2 separate regions of the Mus musculus genome follow, and region 2 is linked to region 1. Evidence: chromatin contacts called from public Hi-C data. All regions are on one chromosome and are shown on one strand. Each heading gives the region's core, a stretch centred on a gene start, on an enhancer-like site or on the middle of the called end of the contact. The rest is flanking DNA. Distances are from core to core; before and after follow the strand shown.

Region 1 (6,208 bases), core at 2,567-5,066:
GAAGTTAGCTGGCTAACCCACCTAACCTTACCTGTGAACACCTAGCCAATAAGAACCTACCTCAAAAACTCAACGTGGATAGCACCTACGCATGAATAACTGGGGTTAATATCTTCTGCCCTCTGCATGCATATGGAGGCAAGTCCACGGTATACACACACACACACACACACACACACACACACACACACACGCTGCTGTGAAGGATGTGGCTCCATAAAGCAACATGCACCTGCTATCCTGGGCTACTGCTTGGAGCTATCCAACCTTTATATCCCAGTGTCTACTTCAACTTCTCTAGAAGTCCAAGGTCAGAGGCTCCTACATCAGTGACCCACTAAAACAGCTTAAATTAGTAGCAAACATTGAAAACCAGGAGGCAATATGAAAATTCAGATTTCAGGGTGAAAAATAGCCTTCCACTTGCCATACCAAACCCACATTTGCACGGGACACTAGTGGCTCCATTGTGGACAGGGAACAGGCTCTCCAGTTTATTCCAGATGCCCCCCAATCTTGTCTGCCTTATACAGCCTGTTCAACCTGGTTTGCCTGTGTATGGCTGCCTCACAGGAGACTATAGCTGCTCACCAAGCCACCATCACCTCCTCTCTCAGCAGCTATACCTGCCCTGGCAGAGGTCACCCTTGCCTGCTTGAGGGGACACATTTGGGAAGAGGATGGCCTGTGGAGAAACCATCCATTCTCCATACAGCCCCAACCTGAGACTTAGGATCTTCCCAAGCACACCTCAGCGAACATACTTCTTCAAAACAGGAGCCACACACCCTAAGCCTGCTCCAGGTCTGTCTTCCTGCCACTCAGCCCCTCCCATGGTTTGAGTGATGGCATCCCCAAGGCAACAGAAGCAAGAAGCAGGGCTGGTGCCTGCCTCGGCAGCACATGCATGCACTAAGACAATTAGCATGGCCCCTACACAGGGATGACAGGCAGGTCTGTGAAGTGTTCCACAAAGGAGAGAAAAACAGAACTAGGGGCTGGGAGCTGGGGGTGACCACACAGGACTCTGCCTTCAGATATGGATTAGTCCTCTTGTAAAATAGATCCAGGCAGACCTGAAGGGGATAGGACTCCACAGGAATACCAACAGAGTCAACTAATCTGGACCCTTGGGGGCTCCCAGAGCTGAATCACCAACCAAAGAGTGAGCATGGGCTGGACCTACCTTGACCCTCTGAGCATATGTAGCAGATGTGCAGCTTGGTCTTCATAAGGGTTCCCCAACAACTGGAGCAGGGGCTGTCCCTGAATCTGTTGTCTGCCTGTGCCTCCCATTCCCCTAACTGAGCTGACTTGTCTGGCCTTGATGGGAGAGGATGGGCCTAGTCCTGCAGTGACCTGATGTGCCAGGGTGGGGTAATATCCAGGAGGGGGCCTCCCCTTTTCAGAGGAGAGAGGGAGGAGGGGGTGGGAGAGGGCCTCTGGAAGGATGGGGGAGGGGGGCTGTGATTAGGATGTAAGGTGAATAAATTAATGAAAAGAAAAAGAAAAAAGTAAAGGGCTCCAAGTGGGAAGGAGCTCTCTTCACCTCCATCTTCCACCAAACAAGGATACAACAGCAAGGCCCCATCTTGGAAGCAAGAAGCAGCCACAGGCAGGTATCCATGCTGCCACCTAGCATGAACTTGCCAGCCTTCAGAGCTATGGAAACATTTTTATCTTTATGCAGACTAGAAACTTTGTTTATTTGTTCATTTGATTTATCTATCTTATTTTCTTCATTTGTTTGTTTGTTTGTTTCTTTCTTTTCAATGCTAGGGATTGAATCCAGAGCCTTGAAATATGTTAGGTAAGTACCTGACCACCGAGCTACATCACCGTCCTAGAGCACATTTTTATAGTAACAACAACAAAAGAGAGATGCCGCTGGGGAAAGGGCTCAGTGGGTAAAAGCACTAAGGGCTCTTCCAAAGGTCCTGAGTTCAAATCCCAGCAACCACATGGTGGCTCACAACCACCCATAATGAGATCTGATGCCCTCTTCTGGTGTGTCTGAAGACAGCTACAGTGTACTTATTTATAATAATAAATCAATCTTTTTCAAGAGAGAGAGAGAGAGAGAGAGAGAGAGAGGCCCCTGAAGCAGTTACTATTTCTTCATTGCCGTATGGTAGGAAATAGAAGGTAAGGGCTTGACACATGGCGAGTATGCAGAATGCCTCAGTGACAGTGAGCAGTGACGGTGAGGTACTCATTAACACAGTTGGCACTCGGAATATATTCGTTATCTGAGCCACTTTTCTATCTCCTCTGACTACCACCCTCAACCTCTCTGGAAAAGGCCTGCCATATGGTCAACACTGGGTCAGATAATAAGGTACTTTAGCCTGTGGTGGGCGAGGGCCAGGCCGTGAGCATCAGCACCTGAGATGGAGGCTGGAGTAAGGCGTAAAACCACACAGCTGTCACATCCCTGCTCCGGGTTCTCCCCCACCCTCCCCCGCCTCACCTCACTCACCAAGCTTCTGTAAGAACCGGCCAAACACATCACTGTTGTTATTATTTTTTTTTTTTTAAGTTTTCGTCTGTCTCTCTTCAAAGTTAGTAAGTACTTTTCATTCTGTGTCAGCCCACGCAAACCTCCCCTTTCTCTGATCTCACAGGGCACTCGGTCGGGACCACACAGCTCAGTAGTGAATGATCTCCTAGTATGTCACACAGGCTGTGTGACTCTCCAGAAAAGCTGAGTGGCTCAAAGCTGATTAAGACAGGTGGTCTTCAAAATGCACAGATGAACCCCCCCCAACACTCTCTTTCCTTCTTTCCCCTCCCTTCCCCATTTTGCATTCATTTTATACCAGCAAATGCTAAGCAACTGACAAGCATGACCCACACTGCCTGTGTGCTAAGGAGGCATGTTTTTACGTTAACTAAGCCATGGTATGGAAAGCTTCCAGTCACCTCTGGTACTGTTTGGTTCATGCACAGTGTTATAAATGAAGAGGGACTGAACTGGGTCACTGTCTTGTTTGTTTCCTTAAAAAGGCTCTAACTGGTGATCCTGAGGCTGCAGAATTTTATCTGCCAACACTGCAAAACGGACAGAAGAAACATGATGCGTCTTCCCTCAGTCGACAGCTTCCGACCAAGCTCCTCCTCTCAGTTCCAAAATATCAGTCACAGCTCTGGACTCAGTTGTCCCTCTCAAACTGCCGAGGGCCTGGTGGTCAGCAGCAGGAGCCGTTCAGAACTATGTCGTGTCTGGCATCTCTGAGCCGGGAGGTCTCTGGGAGTGTTTTTATCTGTGGCATCTCTTTAAGCATTCACTCACTACTGTCACTTTGAAGTTTCAAAACTATTCCTGGTTAGCACACAGGCTCATGCCCCCAACCCCGCTTTCAGGGTTGTGCCAATGTGGAAGCTCTCAGCTACTGCTCCAGTGCCCTGCCTGCCTGCCTGCCTGCCTGCCTGCCTGCCGCCCCTCTCCTGCCATAATGGTCATGAATTCACCCTCTGAAACTGTGAGCAAGCCCTCATTTAAATGATTTCTTTTGTAAGTTACTTTGGTCATGGTCTCTAATCACAGCATTTAAAAGTAAGCTACACCCCAAACAAGCTCTTCCTCTGTGGGCTGGACAGGGCCTTATTAAAGGGGTTCTGCAGGGCTGACCCCCATGATGCCTGCCAGGCAGACTCCACCCTTTTACTCTGCACCCTTAGCCCTTGGCAACAAGAAAGCTCCCGCTGCCTGCGATGCGCCTGCAGCCTTGGTAAGGAAGGAGCAATGCTGACCTCTAGCAGTGGCAGACAGAGCTATCGAGGGACGTGTCAGGGACGCGTCTGGGTAGAGCCCGAGGTCCCCATGAAGGAAAACAGCACCAATCTTGGCAGGAAGAACAAAGGGACAGAAGACTCTTTGCCTCCCACTTAGAGGAAGCTGGGAGCCTGTCCCTTAATGACCTGCTTGATAAATCACCCTGAGTCTGCAATCTTGCCTCTCAGCCACCCCTGCATCTCCACTTCACTTCAATCTCATGTGTGCCATTTCCCAGGACCTGCCTTGAAAACGAGCAATCATTAGGGTCTCTGGGTGGGAGTGGTGGGAAGCCTGAGGAAGAGCGTCTGGTGTGTGGCGGTGGGAGGAGTGGGGGTTGGGAACTGGGGGGTGTATGGGGGAGGTAGCATTTTCCAAGTATTCCTTGATTACCGAACCAGAGCTAGGGCCAGGGCCCAATGGAGCCTCCATGGCCTCCCATTTCCAATGAAAGTCGCATTTGAGAAGCCATGCCTTGTGTACTCTGCTGTGGCCTGTCCACTCTTTCTGAGGCTCCTTGCCACTCTAGGGACAAAGCTCTTGGAGGAGTGGGAGTCCCTTAAGATACTCTTACAGTGAGGTTTGAAAGACCTGGTCCCTGATAAAGTTACGAAAACGGGTCCCAAGCTGTCCACGAGTGGATGATCCAGTGACACAGGGAAGGGGAAATAGGAAATAAACACATGAATGACTAAGCTAAAAACCCATTAAAAACAAAACCAACACCTTTCATTGGCCAGGAACATGGCTTAGTAGTGCAGGGCTTGCCTTCCGTGCCTGGAGCCCTGAATTTGATCCTAGCACCCCTGACCCCCAACAAAGAAAAGAAACCTTGGAAAGCAGGACCCAGGGCCATAGTCCCTCACACATCCTGCCTGCCTAGCACACACACACAGAAAAAAATCAGACTACTCTGTGTGTGTGTGTGTGTATGTGTTTTAAAGCACTTTTCTTTTTAAAAATATATTCCTGTGTTGGAAAAAGAGGGGGGCCACCATGTAACTCCAGAATCTTTAAGTTGCAGAAAGTAAGTAACTCGGCCACTTTTGGATTGTTTTAAACAACTACGTCATTAAGCTTGTGTCCAATTACTTGCAGTCCCTTCTGAAATGAATTCTGCTCTACGGCGATGGCTCTGATGCAGCCTTAAGAGAGAAGGCAGCAGTCTCTAACAGGCCTCCCATTACCACCCCACCTCGGGGATGGGGTGGGGTTTGCTTTCTCCAGGAGGCTCCTTGGGAGGCTTCCGTTTCTGAGTGGGAAATATGCTGTGGCTCTCAGGAACTGGGTCAGATACGTCCAGTCCACTGCTACTTACAGAAGCCCTGGTCTTATCACCAAGCAAAGGGCATTCCTGAGTTAGTTGCCGGGATGTCCAGTGAGCCCTACGTGGCTCCTCTTGGCCATGCTATTCTGTGTGAGTCCTGCTCATACCAGATCCTACTTACTGCTACCCAGCAAAGCTCCAGGAGGCTGGGTCCATCCTCTGCTCTGCTCATACGGGCACCTCTTCCAGCTCCATTTCCCCTAACTGTCGAATTCCTTAACTGCCCTTTGAGATCTAGCTCATGTCCATCAATATTACCGCTCTTCTGAAGAGGACCTGGTCTTTATCTAATACCACGACTCCTTTACACAGTCCAGGGCACTTCAGAGCAGGCCTCTTCTCCCTCACCTCACAGCAGCATACACACCCCTTAATGGTCAGTCCTCTGGTCTCACCTACTATTTTCATGAGACCTATGAGCATCCAGTAAGGCGCTTTAAAGTCTCCCTAGAGCTCTGAGCAGCCTGCACTGGGGGGAGGGGGGAGCACTCCGAGGGTGTGTCTCTTTGAGGATGGAATTTGATGGAAGAGATCTGCCCCAGGCCCGCCCAGAGAACCAATCCTCAGACTCAGGAAGCAAAGCCCCCTGGGTGCAGGCACAGAGCTGGGATGTCCCCAGCAGCTACTGTGGGGACAGGAGTTCCAGGAAACAGCAAGACCCAGGCAGTCTTCAATTAGTTGGGTCACCTTCAGGTACATATACCTGGAAGGTCAGGGTCACAATGAGAGGTGGCCATGGTGATAAAGACAAAAAGGCCAGGTCAAATGTACGGCCACCATCACATTACAACAGAAGGTGGCTGACAGCCTGGGAAGGAGCTGGGAGCAAGGGGGGCTGTGTGTGGCGGTCAGCACCTTTGTTTCTTACAATTCCGGGCTGAGATGGAAGAGGCTCAGAATGCTAGTTCTAGAGGACCAGGTGGGAGAAGCAGGCAGGGTGGACTGGTGGATGGGTAGACAGGTGGGCAGGCTGGCAGGCAGGCAGGCTCTTCTCTGCTTCTTGGGAAAAATGTTGAGGAGGGCACCAGACAACTGCTGACTGCTCTCTAGCACCTAGACAGGATCAAGAGGCCTGACTCACCAGCTCAGCCTCCCAGAGGCAGTGG
Region 2 (6,410 bases), core at 2,078-4,577, 180 kb before region 1:
GGCCAGTCTCAGAAGCATAGTAAGATTGCTTTGAAAGACCAAACAGTAAGTGGACAATAAGCTAATTAATCACATAAGAATCCCTGGCACACCAACACAAGTTTTCTATAGGAGATAAAGTAAAGAAAACATTCCTTTTACCTTTACTGAAATGAAAGAATACTAAGATCAAAATTAAATAGCAAGTATCATTATAATTATACTATTTTGGAGCATCTTTACCAAAAGGAGTTTCATGGGATTTTTTTTTTAAAGATTTATTTATTTATTATATGTAAGTACACTGTAGCTGTCTTCAGACACTCCAGAAGAGGGCGTCAGATCTCGTTACGGATGGTTGTGAGCCACCATGTGGTTGCTGGGATTTGAACTTTGGACCTTCGGAAGAGCAGTCGGGTGCTCTTACCCACTGAGCCATCTCACCAGCCTGGGGACTTTTTTTTTTTTTTTTTAAATCAGTGAAACTTTTATATAACAAGATAGTATTTTACCGTGAGGATATATGGTCCGATTTGATTGTTTTTGCTGAACCCACACTTACTCAAGCCCAACAGTGCTGAAATAGCTATGCTGAAAGCCATATTGATCACTTATTCATAAAAATATAATTCTGGTGGTAATTTGACTGTTTTTAGTACAGGGCTTTATTTTCCTAAGAAATTATCATTCTTAATGAGAAAATCTTACCCCAAATAACTTTGTATTTTGATATGTGGTAGTGAAAAGATTAATCTGAAGTGGCTGGAGGCAAGTCTCCCTGCCCGGGGAGATGTAAGATTTCACTCTCCTCTAATGAGGAGTGAGTCAGAAACGCAGGCTCTTCTCCCTGCTTTTTTTGCTGTTTTCCCTGGCACCACAGTGAGGCACAGATATTGGAATATTGAGCACTTCAGGCAAGAGCCAAGTTAATTTAAATTTTTATTGCTACATTTAGTCCTTGGCTTTAAACAAACCAAAAAAAAAAGAACCCTCAGAAAAAGTAATTTAGTAAATCATGATACCAATCAAATCATGAACCAAATTGCAGTGCCTAGCTCTTCTTGGCTTCCTTTCATTGTTGTCAAGACATACGATAATTTAACTGACTTGCAGTATTTTACAGAGATTGAGTTCAGAATGCTCCCTTGGCAAGGCTGCCTGTGGGGTATGGAGGCAGGCTTGCTTCTCATTGCTAACTGAGACAGTTTTGCAGTGCTTCCTGCTTGCTTAGATGGCCCTTTATTAGCAGTGGTTCTAAGCTCTGGGTCCATGGGCTGATCAATTTGGTGAGGCTCCAGTAGCTGTGTGAGGCAGATCAATGGCTATCAAAAATTCTATGAGTCCTTGGATGAGCTATCAGTGAAATGAAATGTTGGTCATAACGAGGGAGAGAGATGAGCAGAGAGAGGGGAGAGAGGGAGGGAGAGAGGAAGGGGAGGAGGAGGGAGGGAAGAAAGGAGAAGGTAGAGAAGAGGGAATTGTTATAAGGATTGAACAGTGGATGCAGACAAAGAGTCTAGCCTAGTGCTTGCAGTCGTGTGACTCAGAAAGATTTTGCTATTGCTACTACTGTGAAAATGTACTATGTTCACTAAAGGAACACATGGAAGAAGGCAAAATATTTTAAATCAATAGAAATATATTATTTTTCTCTTATCTGTTAGATGTTCATAAAAGAAAATTCAAGTTCAAGATTTCATCTGAAATTTAAAAATGGTTACACTGTCTGAAAAAGTTAAGTGCCATTACATAAGATACAGTCAGTAAAAAGCTAGAGAGGGAGAGAGAGGGAGAGAGAGGGAGAGAGAGAGAGAGAGAGAGAGAGAGAGAGAGAGAGAGAGAGAGAGAGAGAGAGAGAGAGAGAGAGAGACTAGGGCTGCCCGTGTGTTTATGGGGCCAACCACTGGAGCATGGGAAACCTACCCTTCTGCAGGGTCCTACTTCCGGTGCCTGGGGCTAGTCCCACCCACTCCTCTTGTGTCCCAGATAACCTCTAGGCTTCCACCAGGACTTTCCCTACCCGTGATCCCACCCACAGGACTTTTATGCTGCCTCAAGCATCCCACTTCAAACCCAGACTTCTCACACACACCTTCTAGGGTCTACCCTGGCGAATAATCCACCCTCCTCATCCATGCATATTCAACAATCAGCCAGTGTCTCTCCTTATCCGGGCCCTCCATGCCTTCACTGCAGAGGGACTCTAGGTTTGAGCTAGTATCCTTGGTACCCATCTGCCAAATCACAGGATTCTCCCACATCCTATCCAACCTATCCACTCAGATCTACCCCCACACTCTAAGGCTTGGAACAGGAAGCACATCCTGTACTCCATCCAGTCCAGTTCCCTACATCTATCTGACTTCATTCCACCCAAGCCATTTAAAAAAAAAAAAAAAAAAAAAAAAAAAAAAAAAAAGCAACAACAACAAAGGCGTAATGCCAGTGGTTCTCAACCTGTGGGTCGCGACCCCCGTGGCAACCCACTATGTCTGAAAAATATTTACATTAGGATTCATAACAACAAGCTAGGCGGTGGTGGCGCACACCTTTGATCCCAGCACTTGGGAGGCAAAGGCAGGTGGATTTCTGAGTTCAAGGCCAGCCTGGTCTACAAAGTGAATTCCAGGACAGCCAGGTCTACACAGAGAAACCCTGTCTGGGGGGGGGGGGGGAAGAAAAAATCAAAAAGGATTCATAACAGCAGCAAAATTACAGTTATGATATATATATATCAGTGAAATCATTTTTTGGTTGGGAGTTACCACAACATGAGCTATATTAAAGGAAGGCTGAGAACCATTGCTCTACAAAGAACCTACCTTCTCATCTTCTCTTCCCCACCCCCAGCCTGTCCCACCCATTACAAACTCAGAACAAAGGAAACACACATAGCTGGGTCTCATTGCAGAAATCCCACCAATCTGAAAGATCAAGCCAGTATCTCCTCTCCAAAACCTGCCAGGCCTGTAGAAGTGCTTGTCAATGAGAATTACCCAGATGAACTCCAGGGCACAGACATTGAAAGAAGAATCACAAACCTACTCAAAGAATCCAAGGAGTTGAAAGACAGAACAAAGAAACAGCTCAATTAAAAGCACGAGGAAGGAGCTTAAGGAGAAAAATGCCTGAGGGAAGCCCTAGAAAACACAGACATAAATAAGGCTGATGGTGTGAGACCTAGGCAACTACTCCATTTTGAATGCAGGCCCCTGCACATATCAACCCTGCAGCCAGCTCCCTAGTCCAAGGAAAAAGACCACAGAGAAGACCTGAGCAGGACGAGATCAGGGCCTGGTCCCACAGCAACAGCCAATCAGGAGAAATCTGTGCTTCTCTAAGGGACCCAGGTGGCCTTGCTGATAAATGACTCAACAGTCCTGAGGGCTGACCTTTAAAACCATTTTGTGAAGGTTCCTTCCTGTTCGAACCAGAAAAACAAGTTTGAAATACTAACCAATCAGAAGCCGACTTAATGTGGAAAATTACTGAGTGTGAGGTATTCTCTACAAAAGCTCTGCCTCCCCTGAGCTCAGGGCTCATTCTGGATCCATTGTGTTGGTGACAGTGAGAGTTCCTGCTCGAGGTTGTAATAAAAGACCCTTATGTGCCTTACATCAGAATGGTGGACTCCTTGGTGGTCCTTGGGGTCTCTGAGATTTGGACATAACATTGGAAGTAACAAAGATGGAATTCAGTGAGGAGGTAGAAACACTGAAGAGGACTCAAGCTGAAATAAAGATGAATAAACAAAAAATGCAGTAGTCCATCTAGGAAACACATAACTTAAAGAACACATCAAGCAGATGACAGAATACTGCATCTCAAAGATAAAATAGAGGACCTAAATCAAATAAGACAAGAACATGAAAAAACATCTTTCAACACAGGAAAGAAATGCACAGGAAATGTGAGACAGCAGGGAAAACCCAAAGCTTTGAATTATAAGCACGGAGGAGGAAGACCCCCTAAGCCAAGGGCATAGACCATTGCTGGGAGACAGAAGTTGGGAAGCAATAGAAAGGGGCTTAGCAGGGCACAAGCAATCTTATCAGGAAAGCATAAAAGGGACACTCCTCAGGCTGGAGGTAAATACAGGAAAGGGAAGGAGGTGGTAAAATAACAATATGGATGTCTGAAAAATCCACAGAGAATCATAGCACTATTTACCTAAAGGAAGTCTACAATGCATAATGTATATGTATCCGTATACAGTTTTAGTGAGCTTCTCTCATCTGGGCTGACAGTGATCCCTCCAAGAGCCAAAGACTGCCTAACAAGATCCTTGAGGCCAGACATGGGAAGCCTTTGTTTGAATTGCCCAGAGACTCCCCAAACATACAATCGATTGCCATGGGGTTCCTGCCCCCAGCTGGTTCTGATTGGTGAATAAAGTTGCTAGCAGCCAATGGCTGGGTAGGGAGATAGAGGCAGGACTGTAGGATTCTCGGGCAAAGGGGATCAGGGAGAAGGCAGAGCTTCCATGATGGGGAAGCAGAAAGATCAGGCATGAGAAGTACAAGTCAGAGAGACGGTCAACATGTAAGACCGTGGCCCCGGGAGGCTGCAGACTTGGATCTGGGGCAACCAAGATGGAATGTGGGTTTTAGTAAATAATAATTCAGGTATGTCAGATGGGAGAGTGTGTTAGCCGTGGGGAGGTTTGAAAGTGCCCGACCATTGAGCTGTTTAAGGCATATTAAACATAAGTGTGTGTGTGTGTGTGTGTGTGTGTGTGTGTGTGTGTGTGTGTGTGTGTGGTATGTGTGTGTGTCTTTCATTCGAGAATCCAGAGATTGGAACGGTTAGCGAGGAACTCTCACTGCCCCCAGGCGATCAGAGTGGATTAACCAGCAGTAGCAAGAGGGTCTATCCTCACCACAACTCACCATGGATCACAGCCAGGTCAGTGAGAGGAGCTACTCAGTGTCACTCCTGTCCTGTAAGTCGGAAGCACCAGTGAGGCAGTAAGGTAGACCATGCTCAAATCCATCACATGATGATTTGAAGATTAAGGTTGAAGTATGAGATGGAGGTTGACGTTAGGTGCCATAAATGTTAATGAGCTAAGTCAGCTAGGAAGAAGGAAGGAAGGAGGGAGGGAGGGAGGGAGGGAGGGGGGAGGGAGGGCATAAAAAGCTCAGGAGCAGTCATAGGAAGAGAGTAAGGAAGATAAAGACACTACAGGGTTGCCTGGCAGTGATGGCGCACACCTTTAATCCCAGCACTTGGGAGGCAGAGGCAGGCAGATTTCCGAGTTCGAGGCCAGCCTGGTCTACAGAGTGAGTTCCAGGACAGCCAGGGCTACACAGAGCAACCCTGTCTTGAAAAACAAACAAACAAGACACTGCTGGAAAAGGGGAAAGCATAGGGGTGGGGACTTCCGGGTCAGGACCAAGAAATTTAAGAAAGGAGTCTCCTCACGTTCTGTAGAAAGGGCCTGGCCTGCCTGCAACTCGTCACCTTGTCACCCCTCTGCTTGAGCTCCTTGGCTACTGCTATGGTTGGATTATGGGTTGTTGAGTTTGGTACCCAGTGTCAGGTACCGCACGGCGGCAATAGAAGCATGAAGGGGTCACTCATGTGAGAGGAGCAGGGTTGACTGAGGGGTAGCCTGAGACTGTCACTCATATTTGCTCTCTTCTGCACATACTTTTTAAGAATGTGTCTTGCAAGTCTCCCACCAGACATAGTCACCTTGGATGAACCTCTTCTCTTTATACTTTAGTCTGTCTGAGGAATTCTGTTGAAGCAACTAAAACAGGCTATGAAAGTTATTCAGATCTTTGTCATCTCCTCACTCACTTATTGACCCACAATAGGGTCAGGGACTGTCCGCTCTTTTCCCTTAACCTCCACTCCTCAGAGCAGAGCTTGGTGCCTTACTGTTGCAGTACCTCTTTGATTGAGTCTGAGAGGTGGAGCTCTCTCTCTCTCTCTCTCTCTCTCTCTCTCTCTCTCTCTCTCTCTCACACACACACACACACACACACACACACACACACACACACACTTCACACACACTTCCCTTGGCTCCTGACTGACCCTTCTCTTTTGTCCCAGCAAGCTTGCTTTCTTGCTGGGCTGCTTGCTTTCTTGCTTTTCTTTGCCAGCTCCTCTTCCAATCCCCAATATCCAGTACCTCAAAGCTCATTCTTACATTTTTCATTCCTCTTTTGTCTTTACAGTCCATCATTAAATTCTCTCACTCTTTGGGGCACTGCTGGCCCACGTCTATAATCCTAGCACCTTGGAGACTGAGGTAAGAGAAACTGAACTTTATAGTGAGACTATGTCTTATAAACCTAAAGTCAACTACCACATCAATAAAGTTTAAACTTATTACATCACATAGTTTTAAGTTTACAACTTGAAAACTTATATACCTAGCCCCAATCTGTTCTTTGAAATTGAGTTTTGCATATACAGTT

What was found. A called contact is a pair of places that touch in the nucleus more often than the background predicts.
Region 2: a contact with region 1 is called in a Hi-C map of the N1E-115 cell line, with 2.0 times the contacts expected there. The contact joins two enhancer-like sites. A contact is called at or near these places in 6 of 484 Hi-C or Micro-C datasets (the N1E-115 cell line, Sertoli cells, bone marrow-derived macrophages and 3 more) and 2 of 115 datasets of contacts at active chromatin or transcription factors (acute myeloid leukemia and bone marrow-derived dendritic cells).

Annotation. Positions count from the first base shown.
Region 1 is chr13:94,141,034-94,147,241 of GRCm38.p6, reverse strand. The region is part of intron 2 of Lhfpl2 (lipoma HMGIC fusion partner-like 2); the gene reads right to left. Among named protein-coding and RNA genes, the nearest start is that of Lhfpl2, 86 kb to the right of the region's middle. Within about 2 kb of position 3,816, at least 62 of the 459 cell types and tissues checked have an H3K27ac peak or open chromatin away from gene starts, as enhancers often do. A contact at or near this core is called in the N1E-115 cell line, where this site is marked.
Region 2 is chr13:94,325,213-94,331,622 of GRCm38.p6, reverse strand. No RefSeq gene overlaps it. Among named protein-coding and RNA genes, the nearest start is that of Gm41022, 22 kb to the right of the region's middle. Within about 2 kb of position 3,327, at least 61 of the 459 cell types and tissues checked have an H3K27ac peak or open chromatin away from gene starts, as enhancers often do. A contact at or near this core is called in the N1E-115 cell line, where this site is marked.